Linked DNA regions of Zea mays: region 1 is linked to region 2. A link is a contact called in public Hi-C data. All regions are on one chromosome and are shown on one strand. Each heading gives the region's core, a stretch centred on a gene start, on an enhancer-like site or on the middle of the called end of the contact. The rest is flanking DNA. Distances are from core to core; before and after follow the strand shown. Region 1 holds the start of LOC100273119. Region 2 holds the start of LOC103637381 (proline-rich receptor-like protein kinase PERK12).

Region 1 (7,089 bases), core at 3,615-6,114, 130 kb after region 2:
TTCGGAAAAGAATTCACATTTAATTCATTTTTTGCTATCAGACTAGATATCTTGTTTGAAGAAAGGAGAAATGACATTTTTAAATGAGAGAGGACAATACTGAGTGCTCTCTACTGTAGTAAGCGGTGAAGTTGATGGGTGTGTAGTGAAATGGAAATCGTAGAGTTGGATTTATTCTTTTCAACAGATTCAAGTTAGGTTTCGTTTCCCATCTTTTTTGTCGTAGGTAAGAATTTTTGGGGGCAGTTCCAACTTTGGAAAAAAACAACCTATATTTAAATAAATATTCTTATGACTCGTCTAATCATATTACATCTCTTAAAATTTTGGGAATTCTCATAAATCATGTATTGTAGGTGTTTCTTGTGCAGTTAACAGAACCAAGCTTATGGTGAAAACAGAGGCAGTTAACAGAACCAAGCTTATGGTGAAAACAGAGGCAGTTAACAGAACCAAGCTTTGAAATAGTAAAATGAGTTATGGATAGAAATTCTAGTAAGTCCTAGCAGAGCAGTTTTCTCTTTTTTTAAGAACAAAAGAAAGATAACTCAGAGAGCAGATGGTATAGAGGGAGAGAGATGGCAGTCAATGTCTGTTCATCATGTGAGTGTCGTCGTAGTCGTCGCTGTGACTTGAGCATTTACATGGCTAACTTAGACATCCATGGCAGGCAGGCAGGCCGGAGTGGGAGCAAAAACGCGGACGGGAGGGAGTGGGAGGCGGGATATTAGACCGCGCAAAGATCTGTGCCGCCGAGGTTTGTCACGTCAGCTGCCAGCTCAGACTGTACATGCCAGCACGACAAGTACACGGCTGATGGCGCCGAACGAAGGGTCTAAAAACGGAAATATTTTTTTAGGGATTAACTGTGAATTTTTTTCGAAAAAGAGACTATCAAAAAATTCGGACCGTGGTGTCGCCATGCTGGACTGCTTTACGAAAAGAACTTTGATCCGGTGGGGCTTGTGCTAGAGTTTTCGCTTTTTTTTCTTTCTTTCATTTGGGGTGATCAGGTGTGTAGGTGGCTAGTACCATGCACACCTTAGTGGTTAAGGTATCTCATTCAGGCAAGCAACCTTGTCCTCCAGATTCTTCTCTCATTGCTGATTACCGTATAAGTTCATTCCATATTTTTCGAAGTACCAAGTGAAAGCATGTTACACTGTTAATGTCTTATACAGCAACGATTTGCCAGAAAATACCAATTTATAATAATAATAATCTTATCGAATTTGGTTTGGGTACACCACGTACTAGCAGAAGCAACACCATGTCTAAATGTGTTGTCGCACAAGTACCCAGGTTCAGATTTGCACGTTATTGCAGAAGTCCACACAAGCTTCCGAAGGCGGTAGAACTTGCAAGATTTGCACGATCGAATCGTCGTTCCAAGCCAATTACTCCGTGTGTTCGTCAAGCTGCTCAGGACCATTTTTACTGTATGCACTGTTTAGCATCACAAGGCGACCTGAAATTTCTCGGGCACACGGAGCAGAGGTAGCTGATAGCCTCCAGGCTCTCCTAGCTGCCCGCAGGCAGCCATCTGATCATCCCCTCTGCTGAGCCGAACAAAAACAGTGAGGCCACCTTGAATTAAAACGTTGCGGAACTCAATTATCTTATCGTCTGGTGTGGGCTTGAATTGGGAACCGCCGTGGGGATTGAAAGAGATGAGGTTTATCTTGCATGGGATCCCTTGGACTAGCTCTATAAGCCTCTTGGCATCATCCATACTGCAAGCACAGTAAATCAAACAAAAATATACGGTTCAGGGTGGAAGCAGGTACTAGTTAACTGTGATAGCTTCGAAAAAGGTTAATACTGAGAAAACGATTCAGTTTACCAACGGAGTAGGAAGGGAGAGAAGATTCAATTTACCTACTGGGCTACGCATTACAATAACAACTATAGACTGTCGTTAGTAGGCATACATGTATGCCTGGACCAGATAGAAAAAGAAAAACCTTATGAACAATTGAATATAGGGGAGAAAGTTATCTATTGCAAGGAGATTTATATGCAACCTATGCTAAGAGATTCATAACATACAAAAACAGTCAGCAAAGACACTAAAGCAGATATCTGACCTGTCGTTCACTCCAGAAAGCATGACATATTCAAATAGCACTATTTGTTTTTGTCTGAGGTTAAGTTCCTCCCTTAAAGTGCCAAGAAGCAAGTTAAGATTGTACTTTCTGTTTATGGGCATTATCCAGTTCCTAACCTGCAAAACAAGTTAGTTTACAAAACAGTGAAACAATCCTTTCCCAGACCTGACTCATGTGGGTGCCTCCAGCGCTGGGTCTGCCCAATGCAAAAAAAAAAAAAAAGAATAGAATAATCACTACCTCATCTGTTGTCGCATTAAGACTGACAGCCAGGGAGCAATTGGATTCCTGGAGGAAGCGTTTTAACTGAGGGACAAGACCACTTGTGGAGACAGTAACCTTGCGAGGGCTAAAATGAAGACCTTGCTCATCAACCATTATTGCTGAGGCTTTTATTACATTGTCAATATTGTGAAATGGTTCACCCATGCCCTGGACAAATTAGACATTATAATGAAATAGTGTACCATCAACTCAACAAAAACAGCATAACTTTTTAGATCTTGTAGGCTACACGATGAGATGTTATTAAAAGCTAACTGCAGCAAGTAAGCATAAAAGATGCCTAAACAACGTATACATGTTGCTATAACTAGACTTTAATTTTTGTTAACACAGTACTCCAAAACCAACATCAGGAAGCCTAACAGCTGAACAAGAAACAGAATTCAGTATTACTGTTGATAAGAACAAGGGCAACTGATAAGACATGTAACCATATATATAGCTCACAGTATTCTAAAATGGCAACAAATAATTGAATATGGCAACAAAGCAGGTGCAAGGAAAACATCAGAAATTCAATATACTGTTAAAAAAATGTGCTCTTTGAATCCACGGCAGTATGAATTGGCTTGAAAGTAGAACTTTAAGATAGACTGTAGACACTAGACAGTTATACATATTTGTTGATATCACTTTACGAAGAACAGCATAGATGAGAACAGAATACAAATCATATGCTGTTAGTTAAACAAGATGCCACGTTAACTATCGTACACAGTCAAAGCATAAGTTACTTAAAGCAAATGCTTACCATAAATACAACATTGTTAATTGATCCCAATTCATCTGAGAATAACCTACGAGCAAACACAGCCTGCTCGACAATTTCAGCTGTCGAGAGATGTTTTCTCAAACCCATCCTATATATAAAAAACCAAGCAAGCATGAATCAGTAATGGCCAAGAGAAGAAAAATGTCTTGTAACATAAGTAAACAAACCTTCCAGTGAAACAAAACTGGCAGTTCATGGCACAACCAACTTGGCTTGAAACACAGATAGTTGTCCTGCCCCTAGCGCAAGGAATGATAACTGTTTCAATCACTGAACCATCTTCAAGAGAGAACAATATCTGTAACATCCTGTGTTCAAAAATCAATCATATCCAGTAAATCACTTCATAACACAACGGCAACACTGAAAACTACCTTACGGGTTCCATCTGATGCAATATGGATGTCCTTCATAGTTAATGCCTTGAGATCAGCATGCTCGGTTATCATCTTCCTGAAATCCTTATTTAAACCTGAAGGATTTTAGAGGTAAATAGGTGGCATCCATTTAACTAACATGTTGGCAACACATCAAATGGCATACATTGAGAAGAATCATAAGCACATTTGTAGGTTCTCCAAAGTGAAAAGCAATAGAACTCATTGGACAATAGAAAATGTAGTTAACTTAGTAAGAGAAACATGCCACAAAACTAATTCTTACAAGAGAAAAAATGTATCAACATCTACAACATGAAATTAGTCTCATTATTTTTTTGATTAAATATGTCTTGATAGTGAATTTATTTGAACTGGTGGACGTTAATAGTTTTTCAGTTAGGGACATTTGAGTTAGGACAAATCTAAGGGGGTGTTTGGATCCCCAGAACTAAAGTTTAGTCTGGGTTTTGAATGCCAATTAGAAGGACTAAACATAAGCTAATTATTATATTATAAAACTAACTGCATTACACATGGCTAATTCGCGAGACAAATATATTATGCCTAATTAATCAATGATTAGTCCATGTTTTGTACAGTAAACATGTGCTAATCATGGATTAATTAGGCTTAACAGATTCTCTCGCGAATTAGCCACTGGCTATGCAATTAGTTTTATACTTAGCTCATGTTTGATCCTACTAATTGGCATCCAAAACCCGGTCTAAACTTTAGTCCAGGTATCCAAACACCCCCTAAACTGAACTGTAATTTGAAACACAGGGATTAGTTATAGCATATACTAATGCTAAATAGATGGATTCTACTTGACACAGTGAAAATTTACCAGCCAACTCGTCGTAGCAATGAGCCCAAACGTTGTTCCCGTACAGGCATTTCCACAGCATCATGGCCTGGCCTGGCCGAAACCCCTGCGCCTGCACCCAATTCTGAAAGAAACCCGCACTAAATCATCTCACACGCGCGTACGACACAACCAACGAACTACCTAAAACCCAACATGTCTTGAGCCAAGCCCTTACCTCGAGTTCCGAGTAGTCCATCCCCTTGAGCATGGCCTTGGAGCCGGCCTCGCAGCGAGCAGCGGCAGAGGGGCGTTGGAGGGCGGAGAAGAGGCGGCGCGACGAGGCGCAGAGGAAGGAGGCGCTCCGGCTCCACCGGAGGAGAGGCAGGACCTGCGCCTGCGCCTGCGCCGGCGCCGCCATGGTGAATTGTCTGGTTGGTACGGTTTCGGGAGTTTCGCTGGCTATGGACTTCGTGCCGAGTGCCGGTGGATATACATGGGCTGGGCTAGTTTTCTTTCTGGGTTGTTCCACGGGAAGAGGGGAATGCCGAATGCACATAGTATACGCGAACGAAAGTCCCAATTCCTCCAAACAACACGTTTCACAGTTCAAATCATTTGCTTCGTAAAAATAAAACTCAGAACATCTTTCATTTAATAACAATATCATTTCATTTATTTTCTTCTTGTATTTGCGCGCCGCATGCCAGCCGTGCTCTGCAGAGTAGCTAAGATGTTGAAAATCAAGAAAATGAACTTAAGAACTTCGATAATGATAGTGAGACTGGCACAAGACAAATGAATTGAATAAATACATGACTGGCCCACTTTAAAGCAATGTCCATTTGATATTGTTTGGCTGCTCTACAACCGTAGATGTTGTATCTGTTTGAACTGCTGCAACTACAATCCACATAGACAACGTAGCCGCAGCTAGATTAAAGCCGCAACGAACAATATTTAGCGTAGTTGACAAAAGTTTAGTTGGGATGTCTATTATTAACTTGTAGGATGAAGAAAATGATCCCAAACAACATGAAGGATGATAATGAACTATGAAAAGTGCAAACTGCAAAGTACAATTTATGGTTGTGGACCTGTGGTGAACTGAAAAAATGTGTCATTAAGTAAATAATATAACCTCATCATTTGTATTGTTTTGGATTTGAGTTATAATTTATCAATTATCACTATTTTTATTGTGTATTCATAAGTACAAACGGTGTGCATGTGCATATGTATCAATTAAAGAAATATATACCCCTCTTTCCTAAATTAAAATTCATTTTATATAATTAATGGATTCATACAATACAATATGTATATTTTTATATATGTTTCTAGATTCATCATCAGCCATTTTAATATAGACGGAGGGGGTACATTTAAGGCATGTTTGGATCTCACGTGCTAAACTTTAACACCCCCTTAGATAGCTAAATTGCTAGTAGGTGCTAAACTTTAGCACTTCACTTTTAATATCTTTTAGCACCTTTTAGCACTTGTGTTTGGATCCACATGTGCTAAAGTCTACTAAAGCATACTGCTAAACTTTAGTATCGTGAATCCAAATATGTCCTTAGTTATAACCTGTAAGTCTACAACGGATAACTTGGATTCGTAGACTTGTAGTATGCACATAAACTTGGTACATGTAGTTGTGGCACATGGATGATGTATTGTCAGTTGCACGGTCATACAGGTTGTTAGATTATTCTTGTGTGTTGTTGACAGAGGTAGTATCAATTTTAACCTAAACGCTAAACGGTAAATAGTCGGTCATCCTCTGTTTAGCGTTTAATCGAACTATACGTGTGTTTAAACGGACTAAAAAACATATTATATGAGATTAAACGGATTAAACGGCATAAACGACCAACACAGTTAGCTACTGAGTAGCGTTTAAATGACGTGTAAATGGTCTAAACGGTCATCCATACGGTACATAGAACCAATCACCTATACGTGTGTGGTCAATACACAAGGCTGACCTGGGTGTAGAGATGGCCAAATGGGCGGCACGGCACGGCCCGGCCCGGGTACGGCCAGGCACGGCACGGTTAGGGCACGGCCCGTTTGGCTCGTTTAATAGCCGTGCCGTGCCGGCACGGCACTAGTGCCTGAGGCCAGGCCCAAGCACGGCACTAAGCCTGCTTAGCCGTGCCGTGCCGGCCCGTTTAGCCCATATAGCCCGTTTAGCACTACACCACAAAATTTTAGTCAAATTTTCACAAACACAGTTAAAACATACTAAAATAGCTAATATTGAACTGTTTAGTGCAATGGGTGACTCATTAAAAACCTATTTAGGTAAAAACTCACCCTTATGAGAGAACCCTAGATAAGAAAAAAGATTACAACACACAGCTAACTAGTCGTGTTTGGATCTAATAATGCATAATCGTGCCTAACCGTGCCTAGGGGCTAATCGTGCCGTGCCCGTGCCGGCCCAACGTGCCTGATGCTCGGCCCAGGCACGGCACTACCTATCGGGCCGTGCCGGCACGGGCCCGACATCAGCCGTGCCGTGCCGTGCCCAGGCACTACGGGCCGTGCCGTGCTCCGGGCCGGCCCGTTTAGCCCGGCACGACTGGCCATCTATACCTGGGTGTGGTAGCCAGGCAACCAATCACGCAATTATGTCCCATTGATAGACTATATTTTAATAAAATACAAAAATGTATCATATTAGTTAGATACATGTAGGCGTGGAATCAACAATTAAGATTTAAACCTCCA
Region 2 (7,339 bases), core at 3,625-6,124:
GTTTCTGGCATAAACCTAGCCATTCAATTTATTTATGGTGGTTCTATATGACTGGAGGACTTTGGAATTTGGATCATCTTGATTGAACCTAAAAATGAAAAACATGCCACCTATTTATCCCTTATCATTGCATGTAAATCCATAGGTTGAAGCTAGTTAACAGTTCTCTAGTTACACTGAAATGTTAATTTACCCCTTGTATGGACTTGTAACGGAAGGCATAATATGTACCCTTGTTGCATGCAATTTTGAGAATTTGGTTGCATTAGAGATTTTCTTTAGGCATTCCATTGGTAGTTTCCTATGTTTGGGATCATAGCCAAGTATAGTTTGGGTTGTGATCCGACCGAAATTGCTCAGATTTGAGTACCTGCATGCTATTACTTTCTGTAGACATTAGCTTGAGTATAAAACTGCTGATAACCTGGGGTATGATTTTTTTATCAACCACAGAAAGAAGCAAAATGTAGATTTCTGCATAGTACTCTAACTGCATCATGTTGTAGTCTAGGATTTAACGTTTTGCTTACATCTGCTGTACTTCCATAGGTTAGTCCATGTACAGAGCGAGCTGTACTTGATCAGCTTGGTGGTTACCTGGAATCTCGGTTGGCTGGTTATCCAACAACATTGAATGAAGATGAAGCTATGGTAATGAGCTGTGATTTTTTACGAGTTGTTTCTTGGTCACTCTATAAACTTGCTGAATGTTATGGCATTGGTTTTGGTCATTGTCAGTTGGCAGATGGCAGTTTGGAACCAAAGCAGGAAGTTGCTACTAGGCTTGTGAGGTTGGAGAAGAAGATGCTCCATGCCTGTCTCCAGGCCACAAATGAGTTTATAACTGACTTGCCAGACCACACAGTATCACCTTGCCCTGCTCAATATGCCCCTGAAATGAAATGAGGTACCACTGGCGATGTTCTACATTTTTTTTTCCAGTTTGTCAATTATAATACTGTAGCATGTAATTTGGTCATTCTTATTTGCAGGTTGCATGTTGTTTTCTTTCCCAAATGGTCATATCATTAAGAATGTCACAATTTGATCAATGTGCATATCTTTTTGAAGACCATATATGCTGCAAGGTGGATATAATATTTGAAAGAATTTGCTCCTTGTTTTCTTTAGAGATTACGTAAACGCAATTGCTTGCTAGAAGGTAAATGAGGCTGACCGAAGTTGTGTTACATTGTTTCATGCCAAAAAGCGCGATACGTAATACAAATGTATTGTTCATTGATACGAACGCTGCTTATGGTTACAGCTTGCGTGTTCCAGGAAATCACATCTCTTGATGTTCCAAGTTATAAGGGTATCAGTGGTCTTCAGCGGGATATGGTAATGGTCTCCAACGGGATGTGGCCATGTTGTAGTTATTAGTTGCAATGCACCAAAGTAGTGGCGGACTTAGGATTTGAACCTCGGGTATTCTAAGACATAAAAAATGGTATGTAATACCATATACAGTTCAGTAACACATATATATAATGGTAGGCGTTTCGGAGATGATGCACTCTCGCGAGGGGAGGGGGAGGCTTGAGTGGACCGTTGGAGAGCGTCTAATAACCAGATGGACGTGGTTGTACCGTATGCCAAGCGGTTTTCTTTTGTTATAGGCGACAAGAATTGCACGGCTGTACACACAAAAGCAAACAGCACGCAGTGAATAGCAGCGTACGTACAGATACCGTGCTAGCTAGCTCAAACGAAGATTATTGCCGCCTGCTGCTGTGCTGTGCCTCACGTCGTCAGCTAGCTTCTCCTCTGCGATTCTCCGCTACTACGTATACCGTCCCCCGTGCAGCCGCGCGCCGCGTATGTAGTGGCGGCTGGCGTGCGGTCCTTTGCGCGATTCGATCGACCTGCCGCCTGGACTGGATCACGTGTTTGTGGTTCACGCACGCACGCGTGTCGTTTCGATTACTTGTACCGCCTGGAGCTGGAGCTGGCTTTGCTGCTGTTGTGGTACCGGTGGTCGTCCTCGTCCACGACGCCCAGCTCGGCGGTGGAGAGGTCGTTGGCGAACGCCATTCGCCGGAACAGCTCGATGTCCGCCGAGTAGCGGGTCGAGTCGTACGCCATGCTCTGCCCCAGCTTGACGCCGTTGGTCAGGTCCGACGAGCACTCGTCCACGTCCAGCGACCGCCACACCTTGATTCCCGATCGATCGATACATACATACATACATACATATAGAGGAGAGACAGCAGCAGCGACAATAATTAAGCTAGCGATGATCGACTTCAGAGTAACGTGTGGTCGCGTCGTTACTTACCTGCACCATCCTCGGTCTCTTGGCGGCGGAGTGGCGCACGCACGCGGCGGCCGCCTCCACCATCCTCCGCATCTCGGTCTTGGAGAACCTGCACTCCAGCGCGGGGTCGGCGACCTCTCGGAAGTCGTCCGTCTCCAAGGCGTCCACGAGGAGAAGCCGAGCCTACGTGATCAGCAGCAGTCATGGCGACATGCGATCGGTGGTAGAATTCGAAGGAGGATCGCCACACGCGTACGTACCCATTCAACCAGGCTCTCTTCTCCCAGTGGCTGAGATGCGTCTACGGGCTTCCGCCCGGTGATGAGCTCCAGGAGCACCACCCCGAACGAGAACACGTCGGACCTGTCCGTCAGCTTCCCGCTCTGTGCGTACTCGGGTGCCATGTACCTGTGTGGAGAGCAATAGAAATAGAATGTTACTGGTATAAAGAACGCGCTGCTAGCTTAATTACGCAGACAACGCGCTGCTAGCTTAATTACGTACCCGAACGTGCCCATTACGCGCGTGGAGATATGAGTCAGCGAGTCGTTTGTCAGTTTAGCGAGGCCGAAATCTGCAACCTGTTCCTCCCCAGATTAAATCGCCACCAGTAAGCACATAATAATTATACAGTAAGCGTTTGGATATACTACTCTATGGTGCACCGCGCGTGTTTCTGTGCTGCAGAGTAGTTGACCTTGGCCTCGAAGGCGTCGTCCAGGAGTATGTTGGCCGACTTGATGTCCCTGTGTATGATCCTAGGATGGCCTGCAGGTAAGAGACAAGCTAGTGATCCAGTACGGACAGACAAGCACACAACTACACAAGCATCGTCCTGTCCTCACTTACAGTCTTCGTGGAGGTACGTCAGCCCACGCGCCGCTCCGATCGCAATCCTCATCCGCTTCGGCCAATCCATCACGGGCAGCCCTTTTCCTGCGCGCGGATCAAGATCAACAACATATCATATCATATCCAACATCCATGCATAGCATACGCATGCGCGCGCCAAGAAAAGAACTCACCGTGCAGGTGATGCTCCAGCGTCTTGTTGGCCACGAACTCGTAGACGAGGAGTCGGTGGTTCTCGGTGACGCAGTAGCCGACGAGCGTGACGAGGTGGCGGTGGTGGATGCGGCTGATGATGTCCACCTCGGCGCGGAACTCCTTCTCCCCCTGCCCGCTGCCCAGCTTGAGCTGCTTCACCGCCACGCGCCGCCCGTCGCCCAGCGCGCCCATGTACACCTTCCCGAACCCGCCCTCGCCGATCACGTTCGCCGCCGAGAACCCGCCCGTGATGCCCGCCAGCTCGTCGTACGTGAACCACGACTTGTTGGCCCCCGACAGGTCGTACGAGCTCGACGTCCCGCTCGGCGACGGCGACGGCGCCGGCCCGTTCGACGGCTGGTACACGTCCGCCGACACCACGCCCGCGGCTGCGCCACACTGACGTTCCGGCACCACGATGCTGTGCCTGCGCGACGCGTGCCGCTCCCGCTTCCTCCCCCGGTTGCCCTGCTTGCCGGTTGCGCACGCGATTATCAGCAGCGACGCCAGTGCCAGGACCAGCCCGGCAACGGAGATCCCGATGACCACCGCCTCGTTCTTCATGTTGCTGTTGCTGCCCGACCCACCCCCACCCGCGGGGGGCCCAGGCGGGGACCTCCACATGCCGCCTGCAGGTGGGCCGCCAGAGACGCCGCCCGGCATGATCACCGTCAGCGCCATCGGAGGAGGCAGCATTTGCGTGGGCGCCGGCGGAGGTGGCTGGTGACCGGCGGTGTCCGGTGGCGTCGACGGTGTCTCGCGCGGTGGCGGTTGTCCCGCATTTGGGGGAGGTGACGAGGCCGTCGTCCCGGCGGCTGCTCCGGGCTTCTCCGACGACGGGGGTGTCGGTGGCTTGGTCGGTTCCGGTGCCGGAGGCGACTGCTGCGACGTCGACGCCGCGGGCGGCGGCGGCGAAGACTGCGGAGGTGGCGACGGGGGCGGCGAAGACGGCGAAGGAGGAGGAGAGGACCGGCTTGGTGGCGGCGGCGAGGCCGGAGGAGGAGGGGAAGCCGCCGGAGACTTCTCTGGCGGGGTCGCTGGTGTGTTCGGCGACGTCGTGCTGTTGTGGGCCGGGGGAGGCGGGGACGACTGCTTCGACGGTGGCGGCGGCGGTGTCGGCGGCGGAGGAGACGACGAGGAAGCCTTCGGCGGGGGTGGCGGCGACGACGATGATTCCGGAGGCGGTGCTGCCCGTGCCTTCGGCCCTGGCGGCCCTCCCGCGGGGGACGACGCCAGTTGCTCGGTTGACGCCATGAGGGCGCGCGGCGTCACAGGGCCGCCGCGCGGTCGGCGGTATCGTCGTCGTTCCGGGGAGAGTGGTTAGGAGCCGAGCCGGAATAATGGCATCTCAAACGCGCATCGGCAGGGGAGACGGGGGCAGCGGCGGCCGGGCCTCTCACATAGACATGGGCATGGGTAAACGTCCGTCCGTCCGTCCGCCGGCAGGTCCGATCGAGCTAGGCAGCGTGGAGACACGGAATGCGCCTCGCCTTGGCGACAACACGGCCGCGGCGTAATGTGCTCGTGCCCTTTTCGGTTTTCCTCCGTAATTTTTTTCCCCGCTGTTTTTCCTTGCCTTGCTTTTCTTGGATGGGTAGAGGTGGTGGAACAGAGAACATGCAGGGAGCATCGAGAAATCTGGGTGGCCGCAGGAGGAAAACCGGCGCTAACTTGAATGTGTTTGAACTCCCGAGGAAGACAACGCGGGGGGGCAGTGACTGACACGTCACTTGGCCATGTTCACCTCTCTGAAAGATTTTATACGCATGCTAAATTTAGCTATGTGCAGTGCAGGCGATGCATATGTTCTGAGGATGAACTTTATCATATTGCAATATGCAAATGATTAGTACCTATATTTTAAATTATAAGACCTTTTATTTTTTAAACAAATGGTTTTTGTCATGTATTTGGATATTACTCCCTCCGTTTTTTTTATTTGTCGCTGGATAGTGCAATTTTGCACTATCAAGCGACAAATAAAAAGAAACGGAGGGAGTATCTTTTATAGATACCATGTTTGTCCTTCTTCCTTAGAGAGTCGAAAGAAAGATGATAGAAGAAAGAGAAGGAACGGGTTCTTAATTATCAGCCGGCTATATATAGACTGTAGCGTAGATTCCAAAACATGTTATAAGAGAATAAGAGCAGGAATATAGCTCTAGCAATAATTGCTCAACATTCTTTTAGCTAATAAAATAACCAACCTATTATATGTAATGACTATATATATATATATATATATATATATATATATATATATATATATATATATATATATATATATATATATATATATATATATATATATATAAGGGTAGGTATAACGGGAGCCCTGGGCTTCCAATAGTTAAAGGAAGCCCAGGCCGACCACCCCTGTAAACTGGTTCAACCAGCGCGCCCAAACAGGCTGTCGGGTGCGCCACCTGCCCCACGTCTGTTAGCGCAAAAAAAGGAATGCATGCATGAGTCAAACACGATCCAATGCATGCGCATAAATTTAGGAAAGATATGTGCGGCAGTTTCTGTTTTTAAAATCCTTTATTTCCTCCATAAATTTAGGATCGCTGCAACAGCCATGCAGCTAGACGCGTAAGGACCATTTTATGATATATACTGAGACTAAATATGCTACATTGTGTTAATAATTATGCAATTCGATATACTGCGTAAAAATCTGTTACCAGCTGCATGCACACGAATTTATGATAAAAATAATGTGCAATGAAAGGAAATGAATTACACGCATAGAAACAAAAAATCGTATTTAATATTTTATTTCCTTCATAAATATAAGATCCCTCCAACAGCCATGCAGCTAAAACACATTAAATCTAGTTTATGATATATACTGATACAAATTATACTACATGGTGTAGGTATTTATGCAATTCGTTACACTGCGTAAAAAATATGGCATGTTGTTAACTGGTGGACGCACATCCGGGTTGGAGCGTAATAACCTTAAGTTTTGAGCATAAAATCCCTCAATTATAAGCGTATATACCGAGCCAATGTGAGAGGTTGATAGCTCTAGTAGGTTGTTATTACGATCCTATTTTTATGGCAGATCCGAAAAACATGGCAGTCACATGCATGCGATTATACAGATCCTAAAATTATGACAAAATGCATGCATGAGTCAATCACGTTCCCTTGCATGCGCGTAAATTTAGGAAAGATATGTGTGGCGGTTTCTATTTTAAATGCTTTATTTCCTCCGTAAATTTAGGATCGCTGAAACAGACATGCAACTAAAACTCGTAATGACCATTTTATGCTATATACTGATACTAAATATGCTACACTGTGTAGATAATTATGCAATTCGGTATACTGCGTAAAAATCTGCTACAGGCTGCATGCACACGAATTTATGATGGAAAGAATATGCAATGAAAGGAAATGAATTGCATGCATAGAAACAAAAAATCACATTTAATGTTTTATTTCCTTCATAAATATAGGATCTCTCCAACAGCCATGCAACTAAACGCATTAGAACTAGTTTATGATGTATACTGAAACAAATTATACTACACGGTGTAGGTATTTATGCAATTCCTTACACTGCGTAAAAAATCTGGCATGTTGTTCACTGGTGGACGCATCTCCGGGTGGAGCGTAAAAACCTTAAGTTTTGAGCATAAAATCCCTCAATTATAAGCGTAAATACCGAGTCAATTAGAGGTTGATAGCTTTAGTAGGTTGTTATTACGATCCTATTTTTATGACAGATCCGAAAAACATGGCAGCCGCATGCATGCGTTTCTATTTTTATACAAATCCAAAAATTATGGCAAAATCGTGGGAATTTCCATTGCATGCGCGCAAATTAAGAACAGCATAAATCAAGAAATTGTCTTTCAAATGTGCATGCAGTAAACTGATATACGAACTCTGTGTTAAAGCATAAAAACATACAGTTTTTAGCGTAAATAATACATGTGGTAGGCATAAAACACAATAAACGAAAAGAAAAATGCGCCGGATCAGAGGATGTCACGTGCGATCATCGCTGCGCGCATCTCGCCC

The links. Hi-C and Micro-C count contacts between places; a contact is called where the count stands out from the background.
Region 1: a Hi-C map of tassel shows a contact between it and region 2, with 4 times the contacts expected there. The contact joins the promoter of LOC100273119 here to the promoter of LOC103637381 in region 2. A contact is called at or near these places in 5 of 25 Hi-C or Micro-C datasets (bundle sheath, endosperm, leaf and 2 more).

The regions. Positions count from the first base shown.
Region 1 is chr8:150,429,784-150,436,872 of Zm-B73-REFERENCE-NAM-5.0, forward strand. It overlaps LOC100273119, which reads right to left and starts at 4,865. Exons shown (of 8, transcript NM_001365731.1): 1 at 4,589-4,865; 2 at 4,393-4,495; 3 at 3,540-3,637; 4 at 3,333-3,463; 5 at 3,145-3,253; 6 at 2,349-2,540; 7 at 2,088-2,224; 8 at 1,103-1,733. The coding sequence starts at 4,771. The coding sequence ends at 1,457.
Region 2 is chr8:150,299,099-150,306,437 of Zm-B73-REFERENCE-NAM-5.0, forward strand. LOC103637381 (proline-rich receptor-like protein kinase PERK12) reads right to left here and starts at 4,875. Exons shown (of 7, transcript XM_008659588.4): 1 at 3,283-4,875; 2 at 3,107-3,193; 3 at 2,955-3,025; 4 at 2,762-2,838; 5 at 2,518-2,665; 6 at 2,279-2,440; 7 at 1,462-2,154. The coding sequence starts at 4,558. The coding sequence ends at 1,924. It overlaps LOC103636117 (fructose-bisphosphate aldolase-lysine N-methyltransferase, chloroplastic), which reads left to right. Exons shown (of 13, transcript XR_002264166.2): 10 at 550-651; 11 at 739-907; 12 at 993-1,162; 13 at 1,268-1,509.